6 separate regions of the Mus musculus genome follow, and all the other regions are linked to region 6. A link is a contact called in public capture Hi-C, promoter capture Hi-C and targeted proximity ligation data. All regions are on one chromosome and are shown on one strand. The core of a region is the stretch at or near the end of the contact, and the rest is flanking DNA. Distances in the headings are between cores, read along the strand shown.

Evidence for each region. Promoter capture Hi-C pulls out the DNA fragments that hold promoters and counts their contacts. Capture Hi-C pulls out chosen DNA fragments and counts their contacts.
Region 1: a contact with region 6 is called in a targeted proximity ligation map of memory CD8 T cells, with 5 read pairs. A contact is called at or near these places in 3 of 130 datasets of targeted methods (epiblast stem cells, large pre-B cells and memory CD8 T cells).
Region 2: a contact with region 6 is called in a capture Hi-C map of macrophages, with 3 times the contacts expected there. A contact is called at or near these places in 12 of 39 promoter capture datasets (the 3T3-L1 cell line, 3T3-L1-derived adipocytes, the C10 cell line and 6 more), 1 of 484 Hi-C or Micro-C datasets (embryonic stem cells), 4 of 130 datasets of targeted methods (the 230-238 cell line, astrocytes, extraembryonic endoderm stem cells and 1 more) and 1 of 9 other capture datasets (macrophages).
Region 3: a contact with region 6 is called in a promoter capture Hi-C map of liver, with 2.9 times the contacts expected there. A contact is called at or near these places in 2 of 39 promoter capture datasets (both in liver).
Region 4: a contact with region 6 is called in a promoter capture Hi-C map of stem cell-derived epiblast-like cells, with 1.9 times the contacts expected there. A contact is called at or near these places in 3 of 39 promoter capture datasets (3T3-L1-derived adipocytes, liver and stem cell-derived epiblast-like cells) and 1 of 130 datasets of targeted methods (pancreatic cancer cells).
Region 5: a contact with region 6 is called in a promoter capture Hi-C map of cranial neural crest. A contact is called at or near these places in 3 of 39 promoter capture datasets (cranial neural crest and liver).

Annotation. Positions count from the first base shown.
Region 1 is chr19:4,281,716-4,284,415 of GRCm38.p6, forward strand. It overlaps Ankrd13d (ankyrin repeat domain 13 family, member D), which reads right to left and starts at 1,422. Exons shown (of 15, transcript NM_026720.2): 1 at 1,166-1,422; 2 at 454-589; 3 at 203-327. The coding sequence starts at 1,255.
Region 2 is chr19:4,437,963-4,440,662 of GRCm38.p6, forward strand. It overlaps A930001C03Rik (RIKEN cDNA A930001C03 gene), which reads left to right and starts at 1,361. Exons shown (of 3, transcript NR_045990.1): 1 at 1,361-1,427. It overlaps Rhod (ras homolog family member D), which reads right to left and starts at 1,481. Exons shown (of 5, transcript NM_007485.5): 1 at 1,258-1,481. The coding sequence starts at 1,389.
Region 3 is chr19:5,770,068-5,772,767 of GRCm38.p6, forward strand. Scyl1 (SCY1-like 1 (S. cerevisiae)) reads right to left here and starts at 1,352. Exons shown (of 17, transcript NM_023912.3): 1 at 1,153-1,352; 2 at 656-796; 3 at 136-485. The coding sequence starts at 1,263.
Region 4 is chr19:4,212,878-4,215,577 of GRCm38.p6, forward strand. It overlaps Clcf1 (cardiotrophin-like cytokine factor 1), which reads left to right and starts at 1,361. Exons shown (of 3, transcript NM_019952.5): 1 at 1,361-1,623. The coding sequence starts at 1,608. It overlaps Gm45928 (predicted gene, 45928), which reads left to right and starts at 1,548. Exons shown (of 4, transcript NR_132309.2): 1 at 1,548-1,623. LOC102631992 (a long non-coding RNA gene) reads right to left here. Exons shown (of 4, transcript XR_003952884.1): 3 at 173-2,700.
Region 5 is chr19:5,473,424-5,476,123 of GRCm38.p6, forward strand. It overlaps Efemp2 (epidermal growth factor-containing fibulin-like extracellular matrix protein 2), which reads left to right and starts at 1,267. Exons shown (of 11, transcript NM_021474.3): 1 at 1,267-1,351; 2 at 1,638-1,755; 3 at 1,985-2,033; 4 at 2,643-2,700. The coding sequence starts at 1,645.
Region 6 is chr19:4,960,897-4,963,596 of GRCm38.p6, forward strand. It overlaps Mrpl11 (mitochondrial ribosomal protein L11), which reads left to right and starts at 1,410. Exons shown (of 5, transcript NM_025553.4): 1 at 1,410-1,619; 2 at 1,983-2,078; 3 at 2,430-2,523; 4 at 2,610-2,700. The coding sequence starts at 1,497.

The DNA of each region.
Region 1 (2,700 bases), core at 172-2,671, 680 kb before region 6:
CTGGTGAATGTCTTCCTTGCAAAAGACCCAGTCTCATCTGCATGGGCCTGGGATCCCATATTTCTTACATGACCCTTGGCAGAGGTTGAGACACAGATGGTGGGAAAGCGTCTCGCACAACCTAGATACTCCTCCAAGGCCAGGCTTATCACAGGAAGACGGAGCGCCTGTTATACCCCACTTCTTTACTCTATGGTAATACCTGACGGAGTTTGTTGAGCAGTTCTGGAATGCCAGCCAACCTCTGTGTGGCCCTCTGGAAGTCCCGATACTGGAGTACCAACTGTACCATCTCAGGGTCTCCAGTGCTGACTGCCTCCTGCAGGACTGGAGATGAGCAACTGCTGGGGTAGCCCTCTTAGCGCCCCCAGGCACGGTTACTTACTCCCCCTGCCCCCCATTCACCAACCTGGAAGCTAGTCTCAAGGGAGGACCCTCTGCCCTGCACAGTACCTGCCCAGCCCTGGTGGCTCTCTTTGCCCACGTTGGCATTATGTCGGAGGAGGACTCTCACAGACTCCAAGTTCCCCAAGGTCACAGCAAGCTCCAGGGGGGTTCGCCCTTGGGGGTCCTCCTGCTCAATGTCGTGCTAAGGGAGATGGGTCACTCAATACAAGGCAAGAGAGGGCCAAAGCAAGGAGGTCACTGGATTGAAAAGGGCTGGAGTTACTATGGGTAACCAGGTCAGTGAGAAGATAAGAGTGTGGCCTATGTGGACTGGAAAGTGTCGGGGTAAAGGGGACAGTAAGGGCCAGTGGGAAGGAACTGCTCATTTCTTCTGCCCTCTGCTATCCAGAGTTGAGGGCCTGGTGGTGGAGTCTAGCAAGACAGATTCAGGCTAGGGATGCTGAGAGTTTAGACCAGCTTGAGGGCTAGAACACGGTTCTTGTCCTCATTCTAGCTCAGAGGTGATGAGGGTGAATCCTGAGCTTAACGCAATACGAAGGGGGCAGATAGCAGAGCAAGGCCCAACCAAGGGAGATGCGCTAAACAAATGCTCAAGCTCGAGGGCAGGTGACCAGGGATTTGGAAAGAGCTGGACCTAAGGAGTCAGGATGCAGCTGCGGAGCACAGCAGGGGCGGTGAGCTGCGGAGTAGATTCCGTACTTTGGCACCGGGGCTTGGGGAGGAAACCAACCGAATCGGATCCCCTTCAGGGCCTCACCTTGCGGCTGTGCAGTGCGGCCTCCAGTTCGCGGTGCCGGTTCGCCCAGACTAGCCGGTGCAGCGGGAAGGTGGGGCCCAGGCCGGCCATGCTGGGCTTCAGCACCGCATCCCGAGCGAAAGGCCCAGCCCTTCTTGGCCTGCGCCTGGCACGTCCCCTGCTCCTCCGCTCTGAGCCGCACCTCAGCCGCACCCGCTGCAGCCCCGCGGACCCCTGCTAGAAGCCGCCGCAGCAAGAGCGAAGGCGGCAGGGAGGGCGGGGCGGGGATCTGGGGGCGGGGCTACATGGAGTTAGGGCGTGGCGTCGGGCTTCGCACACCCTCGCCTCCCGTAGCTACGGCAACCACTGCAGGCCTGCGCGCTGGGGGCGGGCGGAGTGTGTGTGGGGTGCTGTCCAGTCTCCAGGGCAACCACATGCGCCCCAGGAACAGCCGGAACTTCATTTTGAAGCGCCATGGTCGGTGGGGTTGTTCCGGAGGGCGGGGCATAGCTGCAGCTCCACCCGTGCCCGCAGGGGGCGCCCCAGGCCCTGGGCAAATCTCTTAGTGGTCAGAAAGGTGAGGGAGGAGGGAACGGAAGGGGAGTGGGGTAGGCTCGGTGGCACTGGGATTGGGCCAGGGTCTGTTGTTCTTGCAGCCCCCCCCGCCCCCACCCCCCCCCACCCCCGCTGACAATGTGTCCTTCTGTCTAGCCCACTCCTGAGTTCCATCAGCACCGACTTGTCTTTTATAGGCGGGTGGGATGGGAAATCTTGACCTCATCCCTGCCAGCACAGGCGCTTAGCTTCTGGAGATGGGCACCCCGCAGCAACCCCTAATGCTGACCAGTCAAAGCTTTCTTTCCCGAGGATCTGTCTGGCCTTGATGCCTGGAAGACAGCAAGGAATCAGGAACAGGAATATTGTTGGGGTTGGGGGACATAAGCTCAGCTTCCTGGCTGGGTGATCGGCCAGGGTGCACGCTACCACCACAGGAGTCCATTTTGCAGAGGCTGCATTTTACTGCCAACAGGGAAGGAAGGAGAATTTCGAAACAAGGCTGGCACTTCCACTCACACAGGATCTAGGGTTCAAGCAGCCAGCCAGCTTAGTTGGGACCCTTGGTTATCTTCAGTCCTACCATGGGTTCTCTGATCCTGGTCTTGCTGGGTGGCGAGGGGGTAAACCAGACTTTCCAAAACTGACTCTGGTCTGTTTCTCTATTTTTAAATCTTACATTCATTTTTGTGTGGGGGTGCTCATGAGTGTGGAGGTGAAAAACCAACTTTTGAGAGTTGGTTCTCTCCCATCCTTTAACTCAGGTTGTCAGGTTTGGCAGCAAACACCTTCATCGGATGGCTCCACCTCCCTATCTGTTAAACTTAGTGTGATGGAGAAAGGCCATCTAACTGAGGTTCCCTTCCTGCCCAAGGATGTCCTCATCTCTTCAGCCTGATTGCCACCTTTCTCCCTGCGATCGGGTGGTTTATAGCAGTCCGGGATCTAGGCTACCCACCGTGTGTGCTGTGGTCAGGTCATCTACGATGTCTGGACTTTGG
Region 2 (2,700 bases), core at 111-2,610, 520 kb before region 6:
CTGGTTCCCACGTTGGTTGGGTTCCCATGGGCAGTACCTAAAGACCTGGAAAATATCTCCTATACTTAAAAACAAAAAAACTGTAACTGGTCAAAGAAGGTGACGTCAGCTTTGCAAACCACAAAACCAAAGGCTGTGAGATGGGTATGGTGGTGCATACACGTGATCTGAGCAATCCTTGGGCCGAGAGACAGGAGGACTGAGCGTACAAGGCCTCCACAGTAATATCCTGTCTCAAAAACAAAACAGGAACCACTAAAGTAAAACGACAAAAATACAACCCCCCCCCCCAAAAAAAAACCCAACAACCATAAAAACCACTGGTATTCAGAGTAGCAAGCAAGACTGTGCCCTATTTGCCAGGTCAGCTTCTCTGGCTCCTTCCATCAAATTACCCACTTCTGCACAATCCCAGAGGCCAGAAGGACGTGGGGACAGGAAAAGAAGGCTTGCTGCTGAAGGCAAACCCACAAACACACAGGACCCCCACTCCTCGTGGAGGCACAGAAGGAGGGCTCAGCCACTGTTCTGGTCATGGGGTCCTTGAGGACTCACAGTGACAAGCCCAGAGAGCCAGGATGCAACCAGGTACCGCACCGAGCCGGCCATCAGCCTTCAGCCTCACTGTCCCAGCTTTCTTCCCCCTATCAGGTTGCTCTGAGAAACTGAGGCTTGGTTAGAGTCGAAGTATGGCATAATCAGACTCTTCAGAGAAGGGTCGGTGTTCCAGTTTTCCTCTCTAGGGTAAAGCATGGGGATTTGCACCATAGTGGATGGAGAAGAGGTGATGTCGCCCGACGAACATCACTTACTAACTTTCAGCAACTAACTTTCAGCACTCTTTTCTATACTACGCTCGGGTAGGGGCTTTCAGTCCTATCATGTAGTTAACCTTCAGAGAGGTTAAGGGACTTGCCCAAAGGCACACAGCTGTAAGAGGCAAAGGCTTGATTTTACTGCTGCCAGTCGAGCTCCAAAGTCCTCACACTCTCGTCGCCAAGTAGTGACAACAACTGCTCTCGTAGGATTTGCTATTTCCCTAGGTGGCCCAATTCAGTCCCTGTGACACCCCTCCCCCTAAGTGCTATTAGTCCCACTTTGCTTCTACTGGCTAAAACTGAAAAACTCTGCCTTCGACCCCAGGCCCTGCTGAGATTTCCCCCTAGGAGGCTAGAGCTGGGTTCTTTCGAGGCAGCTCTCAGCAGACCCGCACATGGGGGGTGTCCCCAGCGCAGGGCCAAGGATGAGGGCACTCACCTCTGGGAAGGCCCCTTTGGCGAAGACCATCATCAGTGACGTCTTCCCGCAGCCCCCGTCGCCCACCAGGACCACCTTGACCGAGTGCCCGCTCTGCGGCGCCTCTTCTCCCGCAACCTGGGACGCGTTCATCCCTGGCTGGCGGACGGCGGTGCGCGGAGCAGCAGGCGGTACGCGGCGGGCTGGCTGCGGCGGGCGCGGGGCTGGCCCGGCGGGACAGGAATGTGGAAGGGGCGGGGCGGCGGGAGGAAGTGGGAGCGGGGCGGCCGGGACAGGAGGCGGCCCGGGGGGCGGGGGACACCCAGCTCAGGTGAGAAGCCCGGGACAAGATGGGGGTGCGGCGCCCGCCCAAGGGTGGACGCTCCTGGGGTCCGGTCTCCTGGCGTCCTGTCTAGACACTCAAGAAAGACTTTTGCAGCACCTACTGCGTGCAGTCGCTGAGGCCGCAGGGGTGAGCGGAGACCTACGCCTCCAGAGGGCACCCAGGGCTCGTGGGAGAGTAGACAAGTACTTGGAGAGAGGCTGGGGACAGGGAAGGAGGAAGCACCTGGACTATCTGCCATGGGTGGGAGGTTATTTTTATGAATGAATGGGTGGGTGAATGAATGAATGAATGAATGAATGAATATGAGTTTCTGCTATTTGCGGACCTCCTCCAAATGTTGTAGGCCAGATGAGAAAGGAGTGGCCCGGGCATGCCCTTGTGGGTCACTGCAGGACCTCTTCAGCCAGCTCCAGGAAGTTTCAATGAAGGTGGAATTACCACGCATCTCACCCAGGCAGCCAGTGAGCTAAGGAAAACTATGGAACCGTCCATCTGTAGAGCTCAGAGCTAGCTCTGGCACATGGCAGATGTCATGAATGGTTCATATTATGGTATATAGTATGATGGCCTTTTAGTTTTATTTTTTACGCGTGTGGGCGTTTTATCTGCATGTATAGACATAGACATGCATCCTGGTGTCCTCTGCACTCGGAAACCCTGGAACTAGAGTTACAGACATTATGAGCCACTATGTGGGTGAACCGGGATCCTCTGGAAGAGCAGCCAATGTTCTTAACCTCTGGGCCATCTCTCCAGCTCTTTGGTATAATGTTTAATCAATGCAGATGATCCTTAGTTTCTTAGAGTCTGGGGACCCTGCACTGTTCCGATCAAAACCTCGACTCTGAGAAGCCTAGAATAGGAGGTGTCAGGACAGGAGAAAGGAAAAAGGGGCTCTTCGAAGAGACTGGAGCAAGGTAGCCACGCCCCCACTTCTTAGCGACAGGACAGAGGGCGGGACTTGGCTGAGGAGCTAGTATCTGGAGGGTGGAGCACTTTGGATTTCAGGAATAAATCTTACTTTTCTCTAAATCTCCGCAACCTTCTTTGTGATCAGATTTTTCTTTTTAACTTTTGGTGAGCATAAGTGGGCTGGAAATGTAGCCGCGCTGCCCGGA
Region 3 (2,700 bases), core at 102-2,601, 810 kb after region 6:
CCACCTCCTCCTGAGATCCTGCTTCCCCTGCCAGGCAGGCAGCAAGGGAAGGGGTTTCCCAGCGGGTCTAGGGGTCGCCAGAGTCCAGGAGCCTCAGTGCGGGCAGATCAAGGTACGGTGACCTCGGGCACCCACCACTTCTCTCTGACTGCTCTGCTACTGCTGTCAGCCAGCTCCGGGGGATCATACTGCTCGAGCTCCGGGATCCCCTTGCTGGGTGGTCCCCCGCCGTTGCCCTGTGCCGAGTACATGTAGTCCAGACCCCCAAGTTTCCACTCGCCAGCCCTGTCCACAAACACAGCGGCCATGCAGACATTATTGTGGATGAGGTTGCAGTCGTTGACCAGGAAGCTGAGGGCTTTCACGATCTGGTGTAACCCCCATGACAGCTCCTGCTCCTTCAGGCCACCTGCTTCTGCTCGTGCCTTGAGGTATGTTCCCAGGGGGGTCACAGCCTCTGTCACGATGTGGAGGCACTTTTCTGTCTGAGTAAGAAAAGGGGTATCAGGGCACGGTGCCAGAAGAGGAAGGGAAGATGAGGGGCGTGACAGGGAAAGAGGCAGTGGAGAAGATACCAAATCTGAAGCTACTGAAGCACTTGGGTACAAAGTGAGGGCCTGAGGAGAGTAAGATGGGTAGATCGGGCGACAGGTACCTCCAACCCATCGATATAGGCCAGGATGTTGGGGTGTCGGAGAGTTTTGAGGCGTTTGAAGGCAGCTTTGGCCACCTGGGTCTGCTCTTCAGCTCCCGGTTTCACATCATACACGAAGATGGACACTGCGCTGCCTGTGGCCTGGTGGAGGACAGACAGAGCAACCTGAGAGGCACGGGCCGGGTGATCTCTCCAACCTGCCTGGGCTACAGCAGCTCCGAGCCCATCTCCAAAACAGAAGGGAAGGGACTCCAGCCAGTCTCGCCCTAGGACAGCCCTGAAGGAGCTAGCCAGGCCCACGTGACCCCCGTCCGGTTTGCTTGTCCGTCCCTCGGTCCTTCCGCCCGCCACGTCGTCACTGCTCGCCCCGCTCCCCAGCCCGTTGCCGGGATTCTCGGTCGCCGCCACGTCAGGCCCGGCGCGACACAGCGAAGCCGGCATACATAGTAGGAAAGGCCGAGGTCGGCCGCGGCCTTCGGAGCAGCGCAGTATCTCACCTTTTTGCGGCCTCGGTGCAGGATCCAGGGCCCGGGCGGCCCGCCTTCGGGGGGCTCAGGGCTCAGCTCGAACGGGAAGTCCCGGACCGGGTCCCGGGCAAAGAACCACATCGTCGCCGCCGCCACGGGCTCGGGAGCCTCCACTCCGGGTCCTCCGGCCGCCCGAGCCGGGGCGGGGCGGGGCGAGGGCGGAGCCAGTCTGGTCTATGGGCGGGGTTTGAGTTGGGGCGGAGCTTTAGGGTGGGGCCTTGCGGGAGTGAGGCTGGACTGAAGGCAGACCTCCCTGGGCAGGGCGGAGCGTGACCGGAAGGGTGAGCCAAGATGGTCATCTGAATGCTCCCAACTTGTGGCCTTGTATAGATAGAAAAATTGAGTGTGATAGAGAGTAGTGAGTGCAACCGTTGTAGAATGAAGAGGGGAGGGGTTCAGGAAGTGAGCGTGACAATAGGGCCTATCTAAACCTGGGGGGGCAGGGGTGGAAAGAGATGGGGAGATAGAAAAGAAAGGCTACTAGTGGCAGGCAGTATGATTGGAAAGTAATAGTAGTGAGGAGAATGGTTATTGCTCTCATTTTTTAAGATATATTTATTTTATGTATATGACTACACTGTAGCTGGCTTCAGACACAACAGAAGAGGGCATCGGATTCCATTACAGATGGTTGTGAGCTGCCATGTGGTTGCTGGGAATTGAACACAGGACCTCTGGAAAAGCAGTCAGTGCTCTTAACCCCTGGTCTCTCCAAACTCCAATGGTTATCTCTTAAGCCAAACGCTCCTTCAACAGGCAATGGGCAGATTTGGGGTTCAGCGAGGAATTTAGTTACTACAATAAAGGTACTTGAGACCTTGAGAGTGGGGTTGAGGTGGAGATAGGCAAGGGGTGACACAAATGTCCTGAGAGGTCTGGGAAACTGTTGTTAGAGAAGTATGTCCAAAGTGGACATGGGTGCTGGCCAGAGTCCTGCAGGAGCTTGAAGCTGGGAATGATGTTTGAGTCACTGAGCTGAGCTGGCAGTTGGAACATGGCAAAGCCAGGAATAAACCTTTTCTTCCAGAATGTCTCTCAGCACCCTCTGTTGGCCCACAACCTCCTATAACTCCAGTTTTAGGAGCGCCAATACCCTGTGATAGTTTGTATATGGTTGGCCCAGTGTACTCCTATTAAGAAAATACCTCTGTGATGGTTTGTATATCCTTGGACCAGGGAGTGGCACAATCTGGAGGTGTGACCTAATGGGTGTGTCATTGTAGGTGTGGGTATAAGATCCTCACCCTAGTTGCTTGGAAGTCAGTCTTCCACTAGCAGCCTTTGGATGAAGACATAGAAATCTCAGCTCCTCCTGCGCCATGCCTGCCTGGATACTACCATGCTCCCACCTTGATGATAATGGACTGAACCTCTGAACCTGTAAGCCAGCCCCAATTAAATGTTGTTTTTTATAAGACTTGTCTTGGTCATGGTGTCTGTTCACAGCAGTAAAACCCTGACTAATACAGAAGTTGGTACCAGAAGTGGGGTATTGCTGTGATAGGCCTGACCATGCTT
Region 4 (2,700 bases), core at 111-2,610, 750 kb before region 6:
CACCCCCCCACCCCAGTTCTCCAGTGCAGAACAGGGAAGTGCCGCCCTGGGAAACTAGCACTGGCCATGACTGATGCCCACGCTGACCCACAGGCTGGAGGGGCTGTGTTGGACTGGCAGAGTGCCCTCCTTTCCCAGGGGTCCCAGCAGAAGTGGGGGGGGGGGTGAATACCTCATGCCATTCCAGAGACAGGCATCACCTTCCACGGCTGGCTGCCACCGCTATCTACCCCTGGTGAGACTACAGAGAAACAACACAGCAACTTATCAGATGACTTAATTGGTGGAATGCTTCTACAAGCACCCAAGACTTGGGGACCAAATGACTGTCCCCCAAGAAAAATCACAGAATGGGGCTGCCTCCAAGCCCCAGATGACAGCTGTTTCCTCTGCACTAGCTCTCATGCTCCCTCGCTCTCCCTGGCAGCCCTCTGGAGAGGGAGGAAGGAGGAGGAAAGGAGACCCTCCTGGGAGGGTCTAGGCTTATGGGTCCCCTAGGTCTCCCACTCAGAAAGTCCCAACCCAGGCCTGAGGGGAAGGAGGGAGAATGCTCTTAGCCAAACCACCCCTACCTCACCACCGGAAAAACCAACAACCCAAACCCCCAAAGGGAAGAGGATGCCAAATGTCTCGATGGGGAAGCTTTTCACTAACGGGATGCTGGGTCTATCCATGGCCTTGAATCTTCGAGTTCCCGCTGAGTCACCCGTGAAGCCTCTGGTGTTGAAACTGGTCCGGTGCCTTGTGCTGATTAATGAATTACAAATCCCCCACCCATGTGCACTCTCCCTGGTCACCGGGAAGAATGAAAACCCTTGTGAACTTGACTGAGAAGCTGGGCCCTGGTGCCCTCTCCCCTCCTCAGGGGGCATTGTGAGCTGGTTAGTCACCTGCCCCAGCCCCTGGCGCCACACTTAGCTCTAGCTTTTGGAAGTGGGACAAGTGGCGGGACAATAGGCAAGGGGGGCGGTCAGCCCAGACAAAGGGCAGCAGGAAAAACACCATCACTTGCTTGGAGGCCAGCTTGCTGGCATTTGAGAGAATGTGTCATTGCATTTACTCAAGTGGGAGGGGGAGGGAAGGTTAGAATGAAGAGGCAGAGGTAGAGTGGGTACAGGGACCCTCAACCCGGCAATGAGCAGAGGGAAGAAGGCCAGCATGCCTTGGCCGACACCAAGGAAGAAGCCCACACCAAGGCCAGCTCCCTTTCCAAGCTCTCAGGAGTTTGCCGAGGGACGATGCCCTCCCTGCCCCCTCCCCCAGGAGGCCTAGGGTGGTACCGTCGCAGCCTTGCCTCACCTCACCACCCCCCCCCTCAGTGTTGTGGGAGGGAGAGGAGCCCCAGAAGCCCTCCCTTCCCTCCTCCCCCCTCTTCCCCCCACCCGGGGAGGGCTGCTACAATTTGTGGTTACAGCTTTACACGTCAGAAAAAAAAAAGTTTGCAGAATGTCCCACACCGAAAAAAAAATGCGAAACCGAGAGAAAAAAACCTGCGAGTGGGCCTGGCGGATGGGATTATTAAAGCTTCGCCGGAGCCGCGGCTCGCCCTCCCACTCCGCCAGCCTCTGGGAGAGGAGCCGCGCCCGGCCGGCCCGGCCCCCAGCCCCATGGACCTCCGAGCAGGTAGGAGCCAGGCGTCCGAGGCCGAGGCCTCCGCCCCCGCCCAGCACCAGTGAGATCCGGTTCCCGTCCTCCTCCCCACCCTCGGAGCCCCAAGCCCGGGCCGGGCCGGGGAGCAGAGCTCGGGCTGGGGAGGTACGGCCGGGCGCCCTCGAGAGGGGCCGGGTGGGGACGCGGCATTCCTGGAGTCCGCTTGGCGGAGCCAGGAGGTGGCTGAGAACGCGGCGGGGAGCCTGGACAACCCTCAGACCTGGACGGGCGGCCACCTGGAGCCGCGGCGAGGCGGGGTCCCAGGGAACCCGCGGACACAGAGCCCCGCGCCAGAATCGGGGCGAGCGAGTCCGAGGCGGGCAGCGAGGGTGTGGGGGGGGGGCCGCGGCGCAAGGGAGGAGGGGGCCAGGAGAGGAAGAGGGAGGGAGAGAGGCAGAGGGGGAGCCCGCGGCCGAGCAGCGGGAAGCGAGGGGGAGGCCGACACCTCGGGCCGCGCTGAACTCCTTCCTCGGCCCGCGGGGAGGGCAGGAGGGCGCGCGAGAGGAGGGCGGAGGGCAGAGCAAACCTAGCTGGGCCGGGCCGGGCCGGGCCGGGCCGCCACGGGACTCCGGTTACTACGCTGCGCGCGGCGTGGCCGGAGCCCTCCATGCTGCCCACCGCCTGGGAGCCAGAGGCAGGTAGGCGCGGCGGGGTGGCCGGGGCCCCGAGCCCGCGGTGGCCTGGGAGTGATTACTGCAGGAGGGTGTTGTGGGGGAGACGCAGCCTGGCCGGACCCAGCAGGAAAAAGTCCGTCAGCGGCCGGGAGCGCCGAGACTGCCGGCAGCCCCTCGAGCGGCTGCCTGGCTAGGCGGCCCGTGGCAGGAGGGCGGGCCAGGCAGGGAGTGGACGCGCCGGAGCGGGCAGCGGCTCAGCCGAGCCCCGAAGCCCAACGCCCGGACCCCGCCTCCGCCCCCGCCGCCGCCGGGAAGGGAGCGAACGGGGGGGCGGGGCCGGGGGCGCCGGGGCCACACAAGGGGAAGGCGCCATCGCCGCCGGGAGGGGTCCGAGATCGAGAGGTCACGGTCGAGAAGGTAGGGCCAGCGAACTGCC
Region 5 (2,700 bases), core at 17-2,516, 510 kb after region 6:
TAATTTCCAGCGACAAACCCTGTCTTAAAACATAAGGTGAATAGGTACACACGAATATACCACATACATTACCACTCAGACAGTTAAATGAAATGAAGCAGATTTTTTTTTTTAAACGTCAAGGCAGAGCGGAGCATGGTAGTGTACACCTTTCATCCCAGAGCCTAGGAGGCAGAAACAGGCGGATCTTTGTGAGTTCGAGGCCTCATCTACTTAGTGAGTTCCAGAACAGTCAGAGTTACACAATGTGAGACCCTGTCTCAAAATGACAAAACAAAAACAAACAAACAAACAAGATGGAAAGAGGTTGGGTAAGGGAAAGTTAAGGAAGACCTGGTTATTGCCGCTAGCGGTCTGGGCCAGGCACGGGAACCCTGGACACGCAACCCTTTCCCGTCTAGGCCCGCCTTGAGACGTGGGCAACGCGAAGTCCCGCCCATTCACCCCTTCCTGGGCGCTGGAGGCACCCAGACTCCGCCTCCAAGGCATGATCTCCGCTGGGGGCGGAGGCGGAAACTGGGTGGGGGACTTGGATGGGAAGAGGCTCGGGAAAGGGCTGGCACTGGGCCCTAGTGTCCTCCGCGCCCAAGTTCAAGCTTGCCCGCCTTCCCAGGGGCTTCCATTCATTTCGAGCCAAGAATACTGCTGCCCTCTCCCCCATACTACTGTAGTTTTGCGCTGGCACGGCTTGGGGAAGCAGTACCCCAAGTAAAGAGACCACCTGGAGGCCGTGGATGTGGATGCAGAGGGAATTGGACAATTAATTTGGACAATTAATTAAGTTGGACGAGGGTCTGGAAACCTTGGATGAAGTTTTAGGATCATCTAAGTGATGATGGTTTAACACTGGATAAAATTCTGAAAGGAGTAGAATTTGAAGCTCTGAGGATTAAATGCCTAGTAGGTTCTGGGAGGCGCAGAATCGGGTTACACGGAGGTGCGAATGCACAGCATGGGATTCCGGAGGCACAGGTTAGATAGGGTCTAGGTGGGCAGAATAACATTTTGAGTGAAGGCCCGGGGTCCTTAGGTGAGTTTGGGGGCCAAGCATCAAGGTCAGTGGCCTAAGGATCCAAACTTTGGGAAACTCTGGCTGGGCGTCCGCAGGCGACTCCAGGCAGCGCCGCGGGGGACCGGGTGGGGGCCTGTGGCCGGCCGGGGCGGAGAAGCCGGGGGGTCGGGGTCCCTCCCCCTGGCGCGGGCTCAGGAATCCGCCGAAGGGCGGGCGGAGGCGCCGGGGTGGGCCGCGGCCGGCGGGCGGGCGGGGGGCGCTTCCTGGGGCCGCGCGTCCAGTGAGCTGCGCGGTCCGTCCGTCCGTCCGCCCGCCCGCAGGCACTGCTGGAGTCGACGCGTGAGTGGCCTCCAGCGGAGGGAGGGCGCGGGCCGTTTGGCGGCCGAGTCGGTGCTGCGCGGAGCGGGGAGGCCTGCGCTTCACGACTCGCGGGGCGGGGGCGGGGCGGTCCGGGATTGCGGGCCTGGGCCATAGGCCTGCGAAAGGATTCTGTCCCCAGCCCTGGAAGGTTCCAGCCTCAGCACAGTCCTGAGACGAGACAGCTGGGACCCAGGCTCCCCTTCCAGATAGAGGGAATGGGGGGTGCTGTGGCAGAAACCCCTGACTTCTGCCCACCACCTCCCAGCCTCAGGATGCTCCCTTTTGCCTCCTGCCTCCCCGGGTCTTTGCTGCTCTGGGCGTTTCTGCTGTTGCTCTTGGGAGCAGCGTCCCCACAGGATCCCGAGGAGCCGGACAGCTACACGGTGGGGACCGTGGGGTCACCAGCTTGGGATGGGATGGGAAGGACAGTGAGATCAGGATCCTGGGGAGGCTGCTTCTGGGCAAGATTCTCCCCGGCTTGGTTGGTGGAAAGCTGGAGGCCATTGTGTGGAGCTGACCCGAGCATGACTCTGAACTCTGGCCCTGGTCTTGGCCTGGCTAGTTGGTGGAGACAGCCAGGGTGGTCACTGGCCACATCGGGTTCCCTTCCAGGAATGCACAGATGGCTATGAGTGGGATGCAGACAGCCAGCACTGCCGGGGTGAGTCTCTGTCTGGGGTACTAGCCATCTTCAGGAACTGGGAAGGGGGTTGTTGTTTCCCAGGGATACCTTACCTCCCAGAGCTGCTGCAGGAACTTGATGGCCCTTTTCCCTGTCCAGCTTGGTAGCCAGCCATGCTTCCCTTGTGCCACTCAGTTAGGAGCCCTGCCCCTTCAAGAAGCTGGACAAACGGCCTCTATCCTGCAGGAGGGAAGGGAGCACCTGGCTATTGCCCAGAGAGAAGGAAATACGCACACCTTCCCTGGACTGCACTGTACCTGCCTAGCCCAGCTCTTTATCCCAATGCAGCCTGGGAGAGCCGTGCATGCCCCGTGGGTCGGCAGGCCCGCAAAATTTCTCTTGGGCAAAGGTAGAGGCAGGGATTTGAGGAGGCAGGAGAATGGAGATACCAGTGTGAAACAGGGGGCCCCACTCCCAGTCCTGCCAATCCCTGGCAGGGCTTCTGGGTCAGCAGCCTTAGTTTGCCTAGCAGAGAGAAAGTCTTGCTCTGTTGCTCAGCTTAGAGAAGGCCAAGTTGGGCATCTGCCTCCCACTACCTCCAGGGCCAGCCCAGGTGACTGGCTGTGCCCAGCAGGCCCCTCTCTGCAGATGTCAACGAGTGCCTGACCATCCCGGAGGCTTGCAAGGGTGAGATGAAATGCATCAA
Region 6 (2,700 bases), core at 160-2,659:
GTAAGAGACCCCACCTCAGAAGGGCAATGGAAGAGGATCTTAACATCAGCCTCGGCCCTTCTCGTGTGTGTACACATGTGCAAATCCACACACACATTCACCCACACACACGCAAAAACGTACATTGCACACACAAGGAAATGGTAGAGGAAAGAAAAAAATGGAGGTTTGTGAGAGGCGGTTTAGAGGAAGATGATAGAATTTGAAGTGGTATGCTACATAATAGGCTGCCTGGTTGTCTGGAGAGGAATTATTTTTTAAAAAGGAAAAGAAAAGGAAAAAAAAAAGAAAAAAGAAACTGGAGAATTCCCCTCGAATCTGAAGGATCGCAAACAGTGAGTTAGTGGATAGTTCCTTCGAAGTAGTCTCAGTCTGGAGACTGGATCAGAGAACTTTATATCCTGAACTGTTGGAGAAAATAATGGAGCATTCAACCTACAGTTATTGGAGCTTTGCAGCCACGTGTGGTCAGGAAGAGTCTGTGAGTCAAAGAGTCCTACCAAGGCCATTGCTACTACCCTAAAGTGCCTAGATACACAAGATTGCTCTAGGGAGGGATAATAAAGGCTTCAAACACCACCTGGCTCAAATACCATTCCCTAAAACGCAAGTAATAATCAGGAATCCTGGACAGAATAGAGCGGGATGCGGAGTTCTGAGACACAAAAAGTCATCTTCCAATGAAAAAATGAAAGACGGGGAAGCAATAAAGTATGCCTAATAAGCTAGTGGAAAATCAGGTTTGACTGGGATGAGAATTCACAAACTTAGCATTTCAAAAGCGCGGGGAAGAGCTTTTCCCTTTGTATAAATAGCGGTAAATGCCTTCTTGGTTCAACGTGTGTTACTGAGCTGTCACAACAATTCTGAAAGGTACCTATAATATTCGCGGTGTCAAAGATTTTCATAGGTAACAGAAACAGTAGCCTAATCCTAGCTCTAACTCTTTGTCTAGCTATGAATCAGGTTCATAGCCAGCAAGAGCAGCAGTCTGCCATTTCATTTCCCGTCTATAATCATATTGCCTTCCATGAAAAACCACATGAGGAAACAAAAGACTCAAGGGATTTTGCATAACTTGCTCCATATCAAACGCTAAGATATCACTGTGTCCAGCAGATGGCAACCCAGAACACGGCCAACAGCAGGCGCAGGATAAGGCGCTGAACTACATACCCACAATGCTGTGCGGAGACTCAAAGTCCCGAACTCCTGTTTGGCTGTCTAAGGTGATGCCTGTGCGCACCGCTGAGGGATTGTGTGTACTGAAACCATATAGGTTCTCGTCCTGCCTTCAGAGCGCAAAGTTCAATTAATTCTTAAATTCCGTAATTGGTCTTTAGTTGGAGAGCTGTATGCCTGAAACAAGACTGCTCTTTTTTGGTCTCATTTACCCTAGCCGAACACGAGGGCCCTTCACCTCTGACCCAAAATGGCCGCGCCCAGAGCGTAGTTCTTTGCTTCTCCGAGGCGAGCTAAGATTAAAATCCTACATCATGTCCAAGCTAAGCCGGGCCACTCGGACCCTCAAGAAGCCCGAGGCCGGCGGCGTGATCCGGTCCATCGTGCGAGCAGGCCAAGCTATTCCTGGGCCTCCACTAGGTCCCATCTTGGGTCAGGTGCGGTGTGCGGAACCCGGCCTGGGAGACGTGGGAGAGTGCGCTGGAGCCGGGGAAGTCTCCTTTATAAACGTTGTCTCCACTATTCACACCTTCAGGCCTTATGTCCTTGTATTACTTACGGAGCCTCTTTTGACCTCAGCACCTCTGACCCCCAAGTTGGCTAGTTGCTGATTAAGTGGTACCTTGTGGACGAATTGCCTGGCACCCAAAGCTATAGAACCAGAGTAGAAGAAATATAACAACACACACCCATACCCCCGCCCCCCCCCCCCACACACACAAAGATGAAAGGACAGGGGCTCCTGGTTGGTAGAAAGCCTTCAGCTCCCATACTTAACTTTGTGTATGCGTTCCTTATAGCGAGGTGTCTCTATCAACCAGTTCTGCAAAGAGTTCAACGAGAAGACAAAGGACATCAAAGAAGGCATTCCCCTGCCTACAAAAATTTTTATAAAGGTAGAGAGACCCATTCTCCCATATATTTCCTTGGCCCTTGAAACTAGTCACTCTGGTTGCTTCTCTGACTCTTAACTTGGTTGCTACCTTCCACTTATCATTTAAACAGAAGCCTAGACCATAATTTCTCTGAACTGGCTTGATCCTGCCATATTGTGGTTCTTACCTCTCATCTCACTGGGGCTTCCAGAGGAGATTTGGGCTAGGAATAAAAATGGCAGGGATGTGTGCTGTAGATTTGTTTTTCTGTCTTTTGTGGTGTGCAAGTTGGTGGGAGAAGGAAAGGGACATTAGAAATGTCTTGGACTGGATAGAAAACCAAGAAATTCTCATGTATCTTTGTCTGTTAAGCCCGACAGGACATTTGAGCTCAAGATTGGGCAGCCCACTGTTTCTTACTTTTTGAAGGCAGCTGCTGGGATCGAGAAGGGGGCCCGGCATACAGGTAAGGACTAGAGTGGGCACCTGAGAGTCTGATGTATCCAGAGAAATGTAGTGGCACTTGAAGAATTCTTTGCTCCTTCTTCCCAGGGAAAGAGGTGGCAGGCCTGGTGAGTTTGAAGCACGTATATGAGATTGCCTGTGTCAAAGCTAAGGATGATGCTTTTGCCATGCAAGATGT